Linked DNA regions of Ovis aries: region 2 is linked to region 1. The links are chromatin contacts, called in public Hi-C maps. All regions are on one chromosome and are shown on one strand. Each heading gives the region's core, a stretch centred on a gene start, on an enhancer-like site or on the middle of the called end of the contact. The rest is flanking DNA. Distances are from core to core; before and after follow the strand shown.

What was found. A called contact is a pair of places that touch in the nucleus more often than the background predicts.
Region 2: a contact with region 1 is called in a Hi-C map of liver, with 3 times the contacts expected there. The contact joins the promoter of BCAS1 here to the enhancer-like site in region 1. A contact is called at or near these places in 2 of 16 Hi-C or Micro-C datasets (hypothalamus and liver).

What each region holds. Positions count from the first base shown.
Region 1 is chr13:81,446,755-81,453,886 of ARS-UI_Ramb_v3.0, forward strand. BCAS1 (brain enriched myelin associated protein 1) reads right to left here. Exons shown (of 10, transcript XM_042230292.1): 10 at 4,914-6,085. The coding sequence ends at 6,011. Among named protein-coding and RNA genes, the nearest start is that of BCAS1, 100 kb to the right of the region's middle. Within about 2 kb of position 3,652, at least 7 of the 54 cell types and tissues checked have an H3K27ac peak or open chromatin away from gene starts, as enhancers often do. A contact at or near this core is called in liver, where this site is marked.
Region 2 is chr13:81,546,972-81,554,103 of ARS-UI_Ramb_v3.0, forward strand. It overlaps BCAS1 (brain enriched myelin associated protein 1), which reads right to left and starts at 3,781. Exons shown (of 10, transcript XM_042230292.1): 1 at 3,653-3,781.

The DNA.
Region 1 (7,132 bases), core at 2,402-4,901:
ACGACACCGGACCTGTACTGTAAACTCCAAGGTTGGCTGTGATTATCTTTGCATGTTCAGAACTGGTCTTTTTTTGGTTGACACTCAGTGAAGTCAGAGCTCAACCTTGACCAGTGGTTTTTAATTTTCCCTGCATCAGAACCACCTGGAGGGCTTGTGAGGCTCCACCCTGGGTCTGGAGTGGGGCTAGACAATTTGCATTTCTAATTGGTTCTCAGCTGATGCTGACTGTTATGGAACCACACTTTGAGGACCACTCAGCTGGGCACCTGAGGAGAGAAGATGGGTTAGAGTAATCCAACACATGGAGTTAAAGTCAAGCCAGAGCATAAGGCAACCCTCTTTCCAATGGATACGGCCTTAAAGTGCTTATCAACTTACCCATCCAGACGCTATTTACTCAGTATTCACTGTGCCCAGGTATTGTACATTGATGATAGGGCAGTGAATGAGACAGGAAGGTCCCTGCTGTTGATGGGCTCACAGTCTAACGACCCCGGTCTGCAGGGCAAGCGTCATAGTTGCTCAAGTCCCATCAGGAACTTGAAGGGGCCTGGCTGGCTTCGGAAATGGGTAACTTTAAAAATACTGATATTCCCAGTTGCTTTATTGCTTCCTGCATCATCAGTTACCTTCTCAACATCAGGTTCACAGAAATGATAAATCAGAACTGATGACGGTGATCCTCTTATTCCCTCGTCTGACACTGCTGAAGTCAACTCATTCGGGACATGGCAGAGCTGAGTCCCAGAGGATCAGAGCCAGGTTGTGACAAAATACCTATTACATAAACTGGTAAATATCCCTACTGTTGTTGTCGTTATTAACTAGCTAGCTTGAGTAGGAGTTTTCAGGTACTTGGTGCTAACATTCCCTGTGCGGTAACAGCCCTCCTGTACTGGTTTTTTTTTTTTTTTAATGTACCAGCCATTGCACAAAGGGTTTGCCTTGCTCCATCTCAATCCACGCTCACAGCAGCTCCACGAGTTATGCACTATTATTACTCTCCTGTTTAGGGAGCAAACTGACAGGGTAAGTCACTTGCCCTCTCCTCTCGTTGGGTGTGAGGGTGACCTCCATGCTTGGCAGTGACACCAACTTAACCGTTTACAATCACACTACCCTTCTCAAGCTTCTTCTAAGTCTGAGCTGATAAAAATGGAAAAACTAACCAATAACCAACCTTACCTTTGTTTGGGGGACTGAGAATCACAGGGAGCAATGGACTCACCAGGTTGACCCTCTTACCCTAGTTCTCATCATTAAACTTAACCACTTTCCAGGAGTTACCCAACAAACGCACTCTTAAGAGTTGCTCAGCCCAACCTCCCGGTCAGCGGTCAGAGAAAAGGGCCAGGCTGGAGATCTGGGCTCCAGGTCTTGGACTCCCTCCTGTGGCCAGATTTAAATAGAAAAGCTTCAAGGAGAAGAAATCGCGTGCGATCAGGGCCAGATCCAGCTGGGGCCATTCTGTTAAGCAGTGCACCTTCGGGAGGGGAGGAAGCCTTAGAGTGACACCATTCCCTCTCACAGTGAAATACAACAGGGGATGCAGCTAAGTCCAGTCAGGGCACACGGCTTTAACTCAGATAACTCAGTCAAAAAGCAGCCTGCAAACCGTAAAGTGTGCCAGTGTAAGGATGCTGTATCAGTGCCTTTGGTAAAAGTGAAAGTGTTAGCTGCTCAGCTGTGCCCCCATGGACTGTGGCCTGCCAGGCCCCTCTGTCCACGGGAGTCTCCAGGCAAGAATGCTGCAGTGGGTTGCCATTTCCTTCTCCAGGGGATCTTCTCGACCTAGGGATAGAACTCAGGTCTCCTGCGTTGCAGGCTGATTCTTTGCCATCTGAGCCACCAGGGAAGCCCAGCTGTCACCCTTACTTTCATAAAATTGCCCTGATTTTCTATCCAGGCACTGGCAATGGCTAGTTAAAGGGCCAGGGGGTGAAGAGGCTCCAGTGAGTGGCTTTCCAAGAGAGGGAAACAAAAGAGTTAAGCTCCTCTGAAAACCAATTTACGCCAAGGACTGGATTCTGACGGGCACTCAGGCCACTGCTAGAGATCTGAATTACAAATTTACAGAATTTGCTGCTCTGTAAGTAATTCCTTTTCTTCCTAATGGAGCCCGTAATTTCCGGGGTTGTGGGGGGTGGCGGGTGTCACTTGATTTCCACTGATAGAATGAACAAGATGTGTACCCGAGAGGAGCTTAATTCTACTCACCGTGCGAACTGCCTTTTTTATTAATAAAAGGGCGAGAAAGGGCTTGGGAGGATAGTTAAAAGCTGATAAGAATCATTTTAGATTTCTGCAAAGCGCATTCCCTGCATTTCCAACTTGGGTGAGTTAATACTGGCAATCATCTTCCTTTCCTCCCCTTTCAGGTAGCGTGGTGAGCTGATTCTAGATCAGGTTGGGATTCTTTGACAAAAGAAATGCTGCCCATCAGGCCTGCTCCCTTCCAGGCACTTTGAGGAGGAGCCAGCAAGGCGCAGACTCGAACCTGCTGGAGTCTCATTAAATGGGACCCCAGTGCATCTGTTTGCACACAAACAACAGCAATGCAGCTAGAGAGTCTGTGTGTGTGTGTGTGTGCGCGCGTGTGTGCGTGTGTGCGTGCGTGCGCGCAAATCCCTGATAATTTGTTTAAAGGGCAGGGGGGCACAACAAAACCACAAGGACTTCGCTCTCTTTCTCTTTTCCTTCCCTTTTTGGCATTTTCCTTGGGTGGCATGTGCCCCTCTCCCCAGGATGAATTCATGAGAGACCTCAGGGGCTGCTGAGAACAACTGTGATTTGAGTGAATTCTTTTACGGATATCAGTCCAGACGTCGCCGTTGGCTGGATCTGGCAAGCAGCGTTTCCCTGTTGTTGTTGTTGGTTTTCCCTGACGGTGGCCAGTTCAGCTCGACAGCCCAGGTCCTGCAAAGGCCACGGAGACACTTCCATGTGCACCTGAAAATAAATAATAAGTTAACGGGCATGTCAGCGTCAAAAAGGCACCTGTGCCCCCTCCCCCAGGTGTTAATTTCTCTTTCTGTTTTGGGGTGCGCTTAACATTTTACTGTGGGTGGTTTTGCTATCCAAAGGGCATTCCTGGGCGCTGCCGCTTAAAGAACTTCAGCCCCTCTGTGAGTCTGTCCCTGGAGCTTTCCTGCACTCACTTGGGGAGTGGCTATTCTTTTCACTCCTAAGCCAACAGGAAGCATGGAAATTAGTATTTATTGCAAATGCATCAGGAATGGGCTTTCCAATCAAAACCAGACAAACCCCACCAAACTAAAAAAAACGGAATTTTAACTTGCTTCGCAGGCTGCAACTGGCTTTAGAATCTCCCCAATAATTGTTAGAGTCCTCTCTGGCTTAGTTTTCTTAAAAACAGAACAAGCAATTTCATTCAAAGATGGCTCTCTTTTTTTGGCCAGGAGGATGGGAAACCAGTTACGGAAACCGTTGGCATGCTCTGCAGCAAGATTCTCAGCAGAGAACTTCTTTTTAAAAGTTTGAAAAATTTTTTCCGGGGTGGGAGGGCTCCTTTGGCATTAGTGAGTCAGTCTCGCCCTGGAGACATTTCTCATCAGGGCAAAAAGCCCCTGTGTCCAGTGAGGTGAAACTTGCAAATAATACTGTCACCTTTCTCAACAGACCGGCGTGGCCAGAGCTCAAAGGTCATGCCAGGCAACCCCCGCGGTGTTTATAGACAAAGCAGTGACTGGCTGCCTGTTTGCCTTGAATCATCCCATGTGCTGTGATGGGGATGATGGAGGGAAAATCATCCCCCAGTGAGGTCTTCCCCAGAGGGTTTTTTCCCCTGATCTGGGCCAAGTTAAGCATGCAGACATGAAGCAGCATGAGGTCATTCTCAGCTGGGTGAGTCACAAACGGCAGGAGAGGAATGTCCAGGTTCGGGCAGGAGGGCTGGAGAAGCCAAACCCACCCCAAGAAGAAAGCCTCTGGCCTTTCCTGGAAGCTGAGCTCTCAGGTGCAGCCAGCCGGTCCGAGCTGGTAGCCAGTGGGTCCTGGGAGCCAAGGGCCTCCCAAACTTTTTTTGGTGAAATAATTTTGTCCTGAACACATTTTCCAAAGGCCTTTTTGCCCAAGCCACAGTTTTCTTTGCCTAAGGTATGGACTTCTCAGGAGCAGGCGTTCAGTGCTGTTTCTAGCCACGGTGTGGTGGACTATACACGCGGTGGGTTTGTAGGAGCCACGGGGACTGCGGCTCTGTCAGTCACGCGTGTCCATCTGCCTGTGTAAGACTGTGGACGTGTGCATGCGTCTGTCTATTCTGTATGAAACACGTGTTCCTGAGTGTGTGCGCATCTGTGGCTATAAATACACACTGGGTGTATGTGTCACTCGTGGACACTCGGACTGACTCTGAACCTCCAGCCCAAGCGATCCCAGCTTCTCAGCTCAACTGTAGAAATTTGCCTGGCCTAACACCTCCCGGGGTGGTCCATGACTCACCAACAAGGGGACAAAGGCCAGCCTCCTTGCTTGTAAGTAGAACCAACTTTGTGGTACGATTCACATATGATTGAGGCTCCAGGGCCCCCTGGGAGACAGAACGAAACTGCGCTCCAGCTGAGACCAGACCCTGCCCCGTCCTCCTCTTCCTCCCTTTCCTCCAGGAGCCCGCCTTCAGGCTCACCCCGGCACCAAGTCTCTGTGTCAGGCTCGTCTCTTTCAGTGTGGCCAGAGGCAGTGTGTATATATTACACGTGTGTGCGTGTGCATATGTGCAAACATACACGTGCACACATCTGTGTGTGCACACGCCCACGTGTGAGGAGATCGAGGAAGATCTGGGAGAGGAAGTAAGATGCAGGGGAGCATCCATCTTCTGACATGGGAGATAAAGCCACCGCAGACACAGAGCTCCCGGCCTGCTTTAAAAGCGGAACATTAAAAGATCGTTCAGATGCCAAAGTATTTTTTTATTAAATCAGAAAAAGATACAGTATACATGATATCAGTCGATCATATGGCTAGGTTTTGAACTACACTTTAATACACCATGGTCCTATGTACTCCTCTGTACAAGTATTAAAAAAAACTCAGGTATTTGAATAATCTGTAAATTTTTATTATTAACTGCGGTTATGGGAGGGTTTTATCAGAGCACATCCTGAGAACATTAGGAAATTACAGACAGGCTGGAGATAAGTGTCAGACAGAACAGATGAAGCAAGCCCCTCAGCCATCTGAGAGACATTAATAATGTAAGATTGCAGAGACCAAATCTTTGTTAGGGATACGGGATGCGGGACGAAAATGGAGACCTTGGCGCCCCCTCGTGTTGCAAAAATAAACTCGCAACGTCTTTTATTTGGTTTGGTTTGGGGTGTTTGGTTTTTTTTTTTTTTGAAGTTGTAATCCTGGCCCTTGTCACTGAGCCTCAAAAAGCAATTGTTTTCCCAAATCATGTCAAGTCCTCTCCAGTCGATCTTTCCCCTCCCGTCAATAACGTTCAAGGACCCTATTTGAAAAACAACTCTCATCCATTCCTTTGTCATTCCCCACACATTCCATTCCAGAAAACTGGCAACCTCCCAACAACACACAGCCCACGGTCTCCCTCCTTGAAACGTGAACTTGAACAAACGGATTTTCGCCTCTCCTCTTCAAGCCGAGAGGATGAGCACGCCTTGACTACGAAGCTTAATTCCTTCCAGCAGTCTTTTCCCTTCTGCAACTTACTTGCCCCTGGCCATTTTTCATAACTTAACCAGAACGCAGCCCTCTCTGCCCCTCCCCGACCCTGCTTGGGACCCATCTTCAGACCTGGCTAGTTAACCTGCTAAGCCATCTTTACAGTTAGTTACCAGGGAAGACTGGACCACAGCCGTAAATAATACACCTCAATATACAACAGCTCAGGCTTAATTCGGAGGCAGACTTTCATGGGATGGCCATCAGAAGAAAAAGTATACACATGGAGAGGGTTTCGGGGGAGACGGAGTCGGGAGGAGACATCTCGGTGGCGGAACCTGATGGGAGCCGTGAAGTTTGTTTACTTGGATTTGCCCGCTGGCCCGATGCACACGGGGTCTGTTTGCACTTGAGCATCCAGCATCCGCTTCGGTCCCTGTAGGAAACACAAAGAAGGTGAAGATCCGTCAAATCAACGACAGCAATTGCCAGTCACGTAGCTCTTTATGCCAGGTGCTGTCGCGGGCGGTGGGCAAGAGAATGGTCTCCGCTGAGCTGCCCGAGTTCCATGGCTGTGTATATTCCTTTCCAGCTCTGTGAAATCTTGGACAAATGACTGAACTCTCTGTTTCCTCATCTTTAGAATAAAGGGGATGACATTTATCTCAGAGGGTTGCTCCAAGACAAAGCGAGTCCTGGCTTATGATGCGCTAAGAACAGTACCTGGGGGTGGGAAGGCGGTGTAGACGACAGTCCCCAGGTAGAGCTAATTTCCGTCAACCCTCTGTTCACTTTCTAACCGTACTGGCTGTTTACTCTGCTTACAAAACGTATCTCTGCAAAGTTTTCATGTAACACCAAGGAGGCTGCTTCCTATCAGAGTCCAAGCAGCAGGCATAGGAGGAGGAGAGAGGGGCCAGAATGAAGGCTGTCACCAGGAGGGCAAAGGTCACATGGGCAGCGGCTGGCGGTGTAGCTTCTGGGGAGGGAGGCTGGGCTGGGCGGGGCTGAGGGCAGCTAGAAGCTCCTTTTCTGTAGGTGACGAGGTGGCAATGGTTCCCTGACTGGTGACAGGTCTGCTGCTAGCACTGCCCTCTCAGGAGAGGGATCAGGCAACCCCGGGGGAAACATGCCCAGCCTGGAAGCCCTCGGGGCTTGACTGGATCCTAGCAAAGTGGCAGGAACACCCTCCCTTCTTCTCCACCACTGCTGGAGTCTCATGACAACAGGAAGATGGAGGGACTAAGGCAGAAGCGTTTCTACCCCAAAGGGATGTTGCCATCATTAAAGAGGTGACGAATGCCAGGAAGCCTGGCCTCAGACAAAGGGCTCGGTGACGTGAACGAGACTTAGGGTCTACCCACCGCTCACCACCTCTGCAGGCATCACGGCGCCAAAGCGCCGTCAGCTCTCCAAGGCGGTCCGAGACGTGTGCTGCCTCTCTCTTTGGCTGTGGCTACGGCACTGTAGCAGCAGAACAGTC
Region 2 (7,132 bases), core at 2,531-5,030, 100 kb after region 1:
GAGCTCTAAGCTTTTTCTTTCTCTTACTGTCTCCTCTACCACATAAGTTATGTTAAATTTTATAAAGTATTTGCATGTAATGTAATACAACATAGACTATAAAATATTTATTGCACATCTGTTTTTGCAATGAGAAATCAAAATCATAACTAGTCAAGGAACATAGCCAGATCCAAAGTGAATGAAAAATTGAGAAGTCATCAATAGTCTCTGGGAAGATTTAGCCCAAGGGCTTGGCAGCAGTCAGACGAGAAGAAGGTCAGTTCTCACTGTTCATGTCTCCTGTTACTGCTGTAATCACCTCAGCTCTGTTTTGACCCACAAGTGAACTAGCCATTCAGGGAAGTTTTCTGTGCATCTCTCCTCGTTTACTCCAGGGAATGGTGTTCATCAGCCTCCTCTAATGTAATTAATCAATGAATCAGTTTTAGAGGGTTTGAACTGAATGACTTTGACATGAAACATTTATAAGCTTAAAGTGCAACATGTTCTACTTTGATACATTTATATAGTGTAATATGGTTGCCAATACAGTGATATTTACCATATGATGCAATTAAATGTCTGCACTGGTTTCCTGAGCCCTCAGTCTCCATGCTACTGCTCCTTACAAGCCCCTTCCCTTAAACACCTTTCCTCTTGTCCCCGCCCACTCCTCCCACCGCTGACTCTTCATTGAGCTACAAGTTAACGATATGTCCTCCTTCTCCAAACAGGTCGAACACCAGATGTGGTACCAGCTGCCCTAGAGAAAGAGCGTTTCTACGGCGGCCGTGCTGGCAGTTAAATGACTGTCAGATGGAGGAGGAAGTCCTCAAAGGGCGCAATGGCGACAGAGTTAGTCACTGGGTAAACGGAAACACCTTTGATCAATGCAGTGGAATGTAGGTAAACTGGGGGCCCTCCTCACCACCCACTGAGGGCGGTGCCACCAGGAGCAGGCTGGCATGCCCGACAGAACAAGCCCTCTGCCCCCAGCTCCAAAGACAGCATCAAGGTGAGTGATGAGAACAGACGTGCTGGGCCCCGCGGTCCTGCACCACCCGCGGTCCTGCACCGTGCTGGAACACGGGCTGCTGTGTGCAGAGAGGGCTGAAAGCCGTTCCTCTCTGGGCCCCAGCCCTGCGCCCAGTGCCCTGGTATGTGTGGGTTCAGGGCGAGGGCCTCCTTATCAAACCGCTGCTGAGTGTTTGAGGAGATCTGGGAATTGAGGTCCTGCTGTTGGAATGCTGTCTTGTGTTTGTGTCCCTTTACCCATCGCGGTTTCTAGAAGGCTCAGAGCTCAGCATCTTATCCCGAGTGTTGCCCCAAACATCTTTAGGCTAATAGTGATGGCAGGTAACATTAGCCGCAGCCTTACTAGGAGCTTGGCAGGGTCAGGAGTGGGGTGGGGCAGGAGAGGCGTCAGCGCCCACAATGCAAGGAGGCGGCCCCTTCGAGGTTGGACTGGTACGATGGGCACCTCAGAGTGAGTGCCTCCCCACATTGCCCCTGCAAGAGGCCCAGCACTGGGCACTTGACTTCCATTGTTTCCGTTTTTTCTTACAGCAGCCTGTTATCCCCAAATTACGCAGATAAAGACACTGAGGCTTAATGATGCAAGCCCTTCACCCTGAGAACGTAAACTCCTCGGGGCAGGTACCCACTTATCCTGGTTGCACAGAGTGTGCCCTCAAGTTATATCTGCTGATTTAATGGATAAAGGAGAGTAAAGGAACCCTGATCAGATAGAAAGTTCTGGTGAGGCAGAGCTAAGGTTGATCCTGGTTCCACAGGACTAAGGCATTCAGACCCTTCAGGCTGCCCAGCCCAGCCCAGCTCCGGGCAGCAGGAGAAGCTGCTGACACGGTGACTCTCCACAAATGTTTGAGCTGCCAGCGGCTCGGGTGGGCCTGCAGGAGCGGCCCTGCCCTCCGGGGCCTTTCCCAAACCTCTCTGTGCGTCCCCGTCGCCCCCAGAAGCCAGCCAGGATGGGCTCACCCAGGCCCGGTTCTCCCCTGAAGCACGTGCCTTTCCCTACAAAGACAACCCTTCCCGAGTTTCAGAACCCTGTGGGAAAAAACAGCCACCCTGATTTGGGACTCCTTCAGTCGAAATCCATGTTTGCAGGGCCCTCCCTTGGTTTTTATTTAGGGGCGGAGCTATACGGCTTCGCAGGTGGCTCATTGGTAAAGAATCTGCTTACCAATGCAGGAGATGCAGGTTCAGTCCCTGGGTCTGAGAGATTCCCCTGGAGGAGGGAAGGGCAGCCCACTCCAGTATTCCTGCCTGGGAAGCCCCATGGACAGAGGAGCCTGGCGGGGTACAGTCCATGGGGTCACAGAGAGTCGGACAGGACTGAGTGACTGAGCGGGCACACGCGCACACACACACCGGGATCTACACACTCCAGGCCTCTAAGGCAGCTCAACTCTAGCAGGGCATGATGACAGCGGGGTCAGATGCCTCCTGGTGCAAAGTTTAATGGGGTGCCAGAAAACTCAGCCATCAAGATAAATAATATATATATATATTTCAATAATGTATTATCTTAAAAAAACAGAATTAATGCTGGGACCGATTCTTCACAAAATGTGTGGTTACTTAGTTCATTGTGGATGTTTTCGCATTCGTTGAAAATTTTAAAAATATTGCTTTAAAATATAATCTATTTCAAAGATGGAGTTCTTTGGCGTCTCTTAAATTCTGCCCCCAGGGAGAGGACAGAGCCTCACTCATCTCACTGAAGTCAGCTCTGACGGGAGCCCAGTTTCACAGCTTCCCTTCCGAGAGATCCAGGAGTCGCTACCCACCCCTCCCCAGCCTCATTTTCCTGATATCACATGGAGACGACGATAACAATGAAAATAACAGCTAATGCTCATTAAGCACGTCGCTAGGTGCTCCCTGCCTTGGCCCCTCAGTCCTCGTGGATGTCACTTTGATCTCGAGACTATTAACTTGCCTATTTCACCGACGAAGACCCTGAAGCTCGGAGAGTGCAGGCACCCACCCCAGGGCGCCCCGCCAGTCGGTGGTGGGGCTGAGACTGGACCGGGCGTCAGCAGGGCTCCAGACCACCTGCTCTCCCATCACCATCGCTGTTCAAGGCAGCCAACGGAGTTTCTGAGGGCAACGCAGTTTCTGGAGTCTGCTGCTGGGATCGGAATCCTGCAGGCGCCTCCAGGGGAGGTTGTCAATGTTAAATAAGAGCCCAATTCACCAAAGTCCCTGGGGGAGTCCTTCTCCTCATCTCCTTCACCTCCTTAGGCGCTGCCCCCAGACACAGCCTCAAAGCTGGCTCTGCACTGGGGGACTCTAGTTCTGATGGTGGTCTCCCAGGCACACAGCATGCCCCTCCATCCGCTGACTCTCCCCCCAAGGTTTACACTTGAAGTGACATGCAACGGGTCCATGCAAATAGTTATTTCTGCTGTTTTGAACTCAACACTGCCCACACTATCATGTAATCCTTGTATCCTTTTAGGTAGGGCTATCTTTGGGTCCATTTCGCAGATGGTGAAACTGAGGCCCTCGCAGACCCAATGCCACACAGTGACTCACTGGCAGAGCCAGGGTCAAGCTCAACCCTCTCTGGCCTCTGGCTTCTATAGTTCATCATCCGCAAAGAACAAACTCTCCGGCCTTGCTGAAAAGATCTGGAAGCAGTTACCTGCAAGCCCCCGGTGGGAGTGTCTTCTGTCCTTGGTGTCTCCTGGAGCTGCTTCCGCGTGGAGTGCTGTGCGTCCAGCTGGTGCTGCCCAGTGCCAGGCTGTCAACTGAGCCCAGCTCCTTGCCCTTTGCTTCCTCGTCCGGAGCCTGCTGGCTGAATACACAGAGCAGGGCAAACACAAGCCTGGGTGGAGCTCGCCTCTCCCGGGCCGCCCTGCAGGAGCGGCTTCTCTTCCTGGCCCGGGGGCTGGCCTCGCCTCTCCCGGAGAACCCGAGCCCCCGACTGCTCTTGTGCTGACGCCTCCCTGGCCCCACGAGCGTCCTGTCCTCACCGGCCGCGTCCGCTCAGGCTGACCTGGGCAGCTAGCTCCCTTCCCCAGTGACCACAGGGCCTGGGGAAAGCTGGGAAAACACGTTCTGTGAGGTTCTGCAGTTCTGTCTGCCTTTCACCTTCATTCTTTCTGAGACACCACCAAAGGGGGAGGAAACACCATCTCACCCCCCACAGCCTCCAGTCACGTAAACATCCCTCCCAAAGGCCTGTGGGTACTGGAAAGCGGGTAACCTAAGGGTGGTTTACTGCTCTGGAGACAGGGCCTAGCACTGGAAAGGGCATTCTTCTTTCCTGCAAGCTAGAAATTCAAGACGGGCCATTCAACGTATTTAATTCCAGCAAGGATGTTTACTACAGCATCTTAGAAAGACACATGTGATACAATAGGAGAGTGTAAACAGAGAGATAACGAGGGGCTTCCTTGGCGGTCCAGCAGTTAAGACTCTGCACTTCCAAGGAAGGGGGCACAGGTTCAATCCCTGGTCCAGGAACTAAGATCCCATAGGCCACATGGCCAGAACAAAACCAGAAAGCTAAGCTGATAGTTATACAACTCTGTAAATATACCAAAAGTCACTGAATTGTGCAAGTAAAGCAAGTGAATTGTATGGTATGTAAACTGTAAGTCAATTTTTAAATTTTTAAAAAAGATAACAAAAGAAGGCATCACCGACTCAATGGACATGAGTTTGAGCAAGCTCCGGGAGTTGGTGATGGACAGGGAAGCCTAGCGTGCTGCAGTCCATGGGGTCTCAAAGAGTCAGACACGACTGAGCGACTGAGCTGAACTCAACTGAGCAAAAGAAGATAGACAAATGAGAGTGGGTACATTGAATGGGGGTAAGACCACTGGCGAGTGTATGTGTGGGTTTATAAACTTGCTCAGATGTGGCTTTGAGCTTCCCAACAGCCAGTGCAAAGAGGGAAGCGTGATGAGCTATGTTATTCAGTGTTCTTGAGAAAACATTCCAGAGAAATAAAACCAGTAATTACTCTGGCTTTGTTCATTAATATACGCATCCCAGCACCCATCATGAATACTTGTCAAGCCCCAGCTGTCTACAGGCCTATGCTTAGAGGCCCTGCCCCGACCCTGCCCAGGCCCACTATAATTAAACACGGAGTACTGCAAGGAAACAGAGTCACAGAGTGGGATCCTCATTATGAAACGAAAGCTGAGGCTGCTAGGCAGGAGAAGCAGGGGGAGCTAGAGGAGGCCCCTTCAGAAAGCCCCGTTTAAGGAACAGAGATGTTGCTGAAATAAACGCTGAACTCACAACGGGATGCTCCACAATTACCTCTATAAACCGGATTCCAGCTCCACACTGTACCTTTAAGTGGGGAATGTAACGAGCCCGATTGCTAAGCAGCTGTCAGGCGTGCACAGCATACCAACACAGACACAAGCAGGGGGTGAGGCGGCCTGCAGGTCGAGGGCCTGGACTCCCAGACCCCGGGCCCACAGCGGACCCCAGGCCCACCCCATGCCTGACCGGCTGCTGAGTGGGAGCCAGCCGCTTGCTCTCCCCAGCCCTCAGTCTCTGCCGCCCCTCTCGGCTGCGGTGCTTTTGTATTTATTGTGTGCTGGGTTCTGTGTCTCTGACGCCCAGAACCCTGCAGAGCAGGATGGCCTCTCCCTGCCATAGAGGAGGGCTCAGCAAGCCCTCCCTGAGTGGACCAGCTCTCCCGTCAGTATTTGTGACAGGCAGTACCTTGTGGATGGCGTCTTACCACGAAGAAACATCGTCTAGGCAGGGAGCTTGTCTGGTCTATCACAGACCCTTCCCGAGGGTTGCTGAGGAGTGGTCCCACGGGCAGGGCTGGCTCAGTGATGGGCAGGACCTAATCCAGAGACCCTTGTTCTAAAAGCAGGAAACAGTGCTGGGAGAGGGCATGTAGGGCTTCCCAGGCGGTGCAGTGGAAACGGACCCACCCGCCATGCAGGAGACGCAGGAGGCTAGGGTTTCATCCCCGGGCCCCTGGAGAGACCCCCTGGAGGACGAAGTGTCAGCCACTCCAGGACTCGTGCCTGGGGAATCCCATGGATGGAGGAGCCTGGCGGGCTGCAGTCCGCGGAGTCGCAGAGTTGGACACGGCTGAGCGCGCATGAGCACGCGTGCAGAGGTTCTAAACCAGAAAGCATTTTCCTTTCTCCCACAGCCTCTCACTATGGTCTATATTCTACTTACTATTCTAAGTCATTCCAAGTAAAGAGAGACTGAAATTTTCGGTTATTAGCATGAGTTTTGCGATCCAGTTTTCTAGCATGCAATATCGGACACGACTGAGCGACTTCACTTTGGACTTTCCTGCATTGGAGAAGGAAACGGCAGCCCTCTCCAGTGCTCTTGCCTGGAGAATCCCAGGGGCGGGGGAGCCTGGTGGGCTGCCGTGTATGGGGTCACACAGAGTCGGACACGACTGAAGCGACTTAGCAGCAGCAGCAGCAGCAGCGCAATATCAGTTTTAAATGCAGTGAACTCCTTGGAATACCCCAACTCACACAGCTTATATCCCCTTTTTCACTAGAACAGAGTAAGTGCCGTACACACCGGCCCGATTGCAGGTGCGGCTTCGAGGCACCCACGCGTTGGACCCGCACTGTCTGCCTCCAGCTGACTGAGCAGTGAGGGCAGGCCCGGGGACGCAGCTGCCGGCTGCTTCCTCTTGCCGCCTCGCGGCCGCCCCTGCAGGGAGCGGGCGCCGGGGAGGGGGCGCCGCGGGCTCTTCCGCGTCTGAGCTTCTCAGGACGCGCGGCCTTCTTTCTGTTCTGAGGCCGTTTCTGACGATGCATGGAAACCGAGGCTGCTCCGGGCTGCCGGGCCCCGACAAACCCGCTTGCAGCTGTGACCGCTTCACTCCTGCTCGCCTCGAGCCCTGCTGGACACCCGCCGCCGGGGTCCGCGGGGACTGCCTGCCTGTGGGCGCCACGGAGGCCTGTGAGCGGGCAGCGGCCGACCGTGGACGTGCGATGACACGTCCTTCCTGCGTCCACACGCCCGCCCCGCCCATCAGCTGTTTTAAAAGCCTCTGATTTTTTACTTCACAGCAGGATTGAGAGGAAGGTATGGGGATTCCCTGGATACCAGCTGCCTCCGCACGTGTGCACTCTGCCCCACTGTCAGCGGCCCACTCCAGAATGGGACA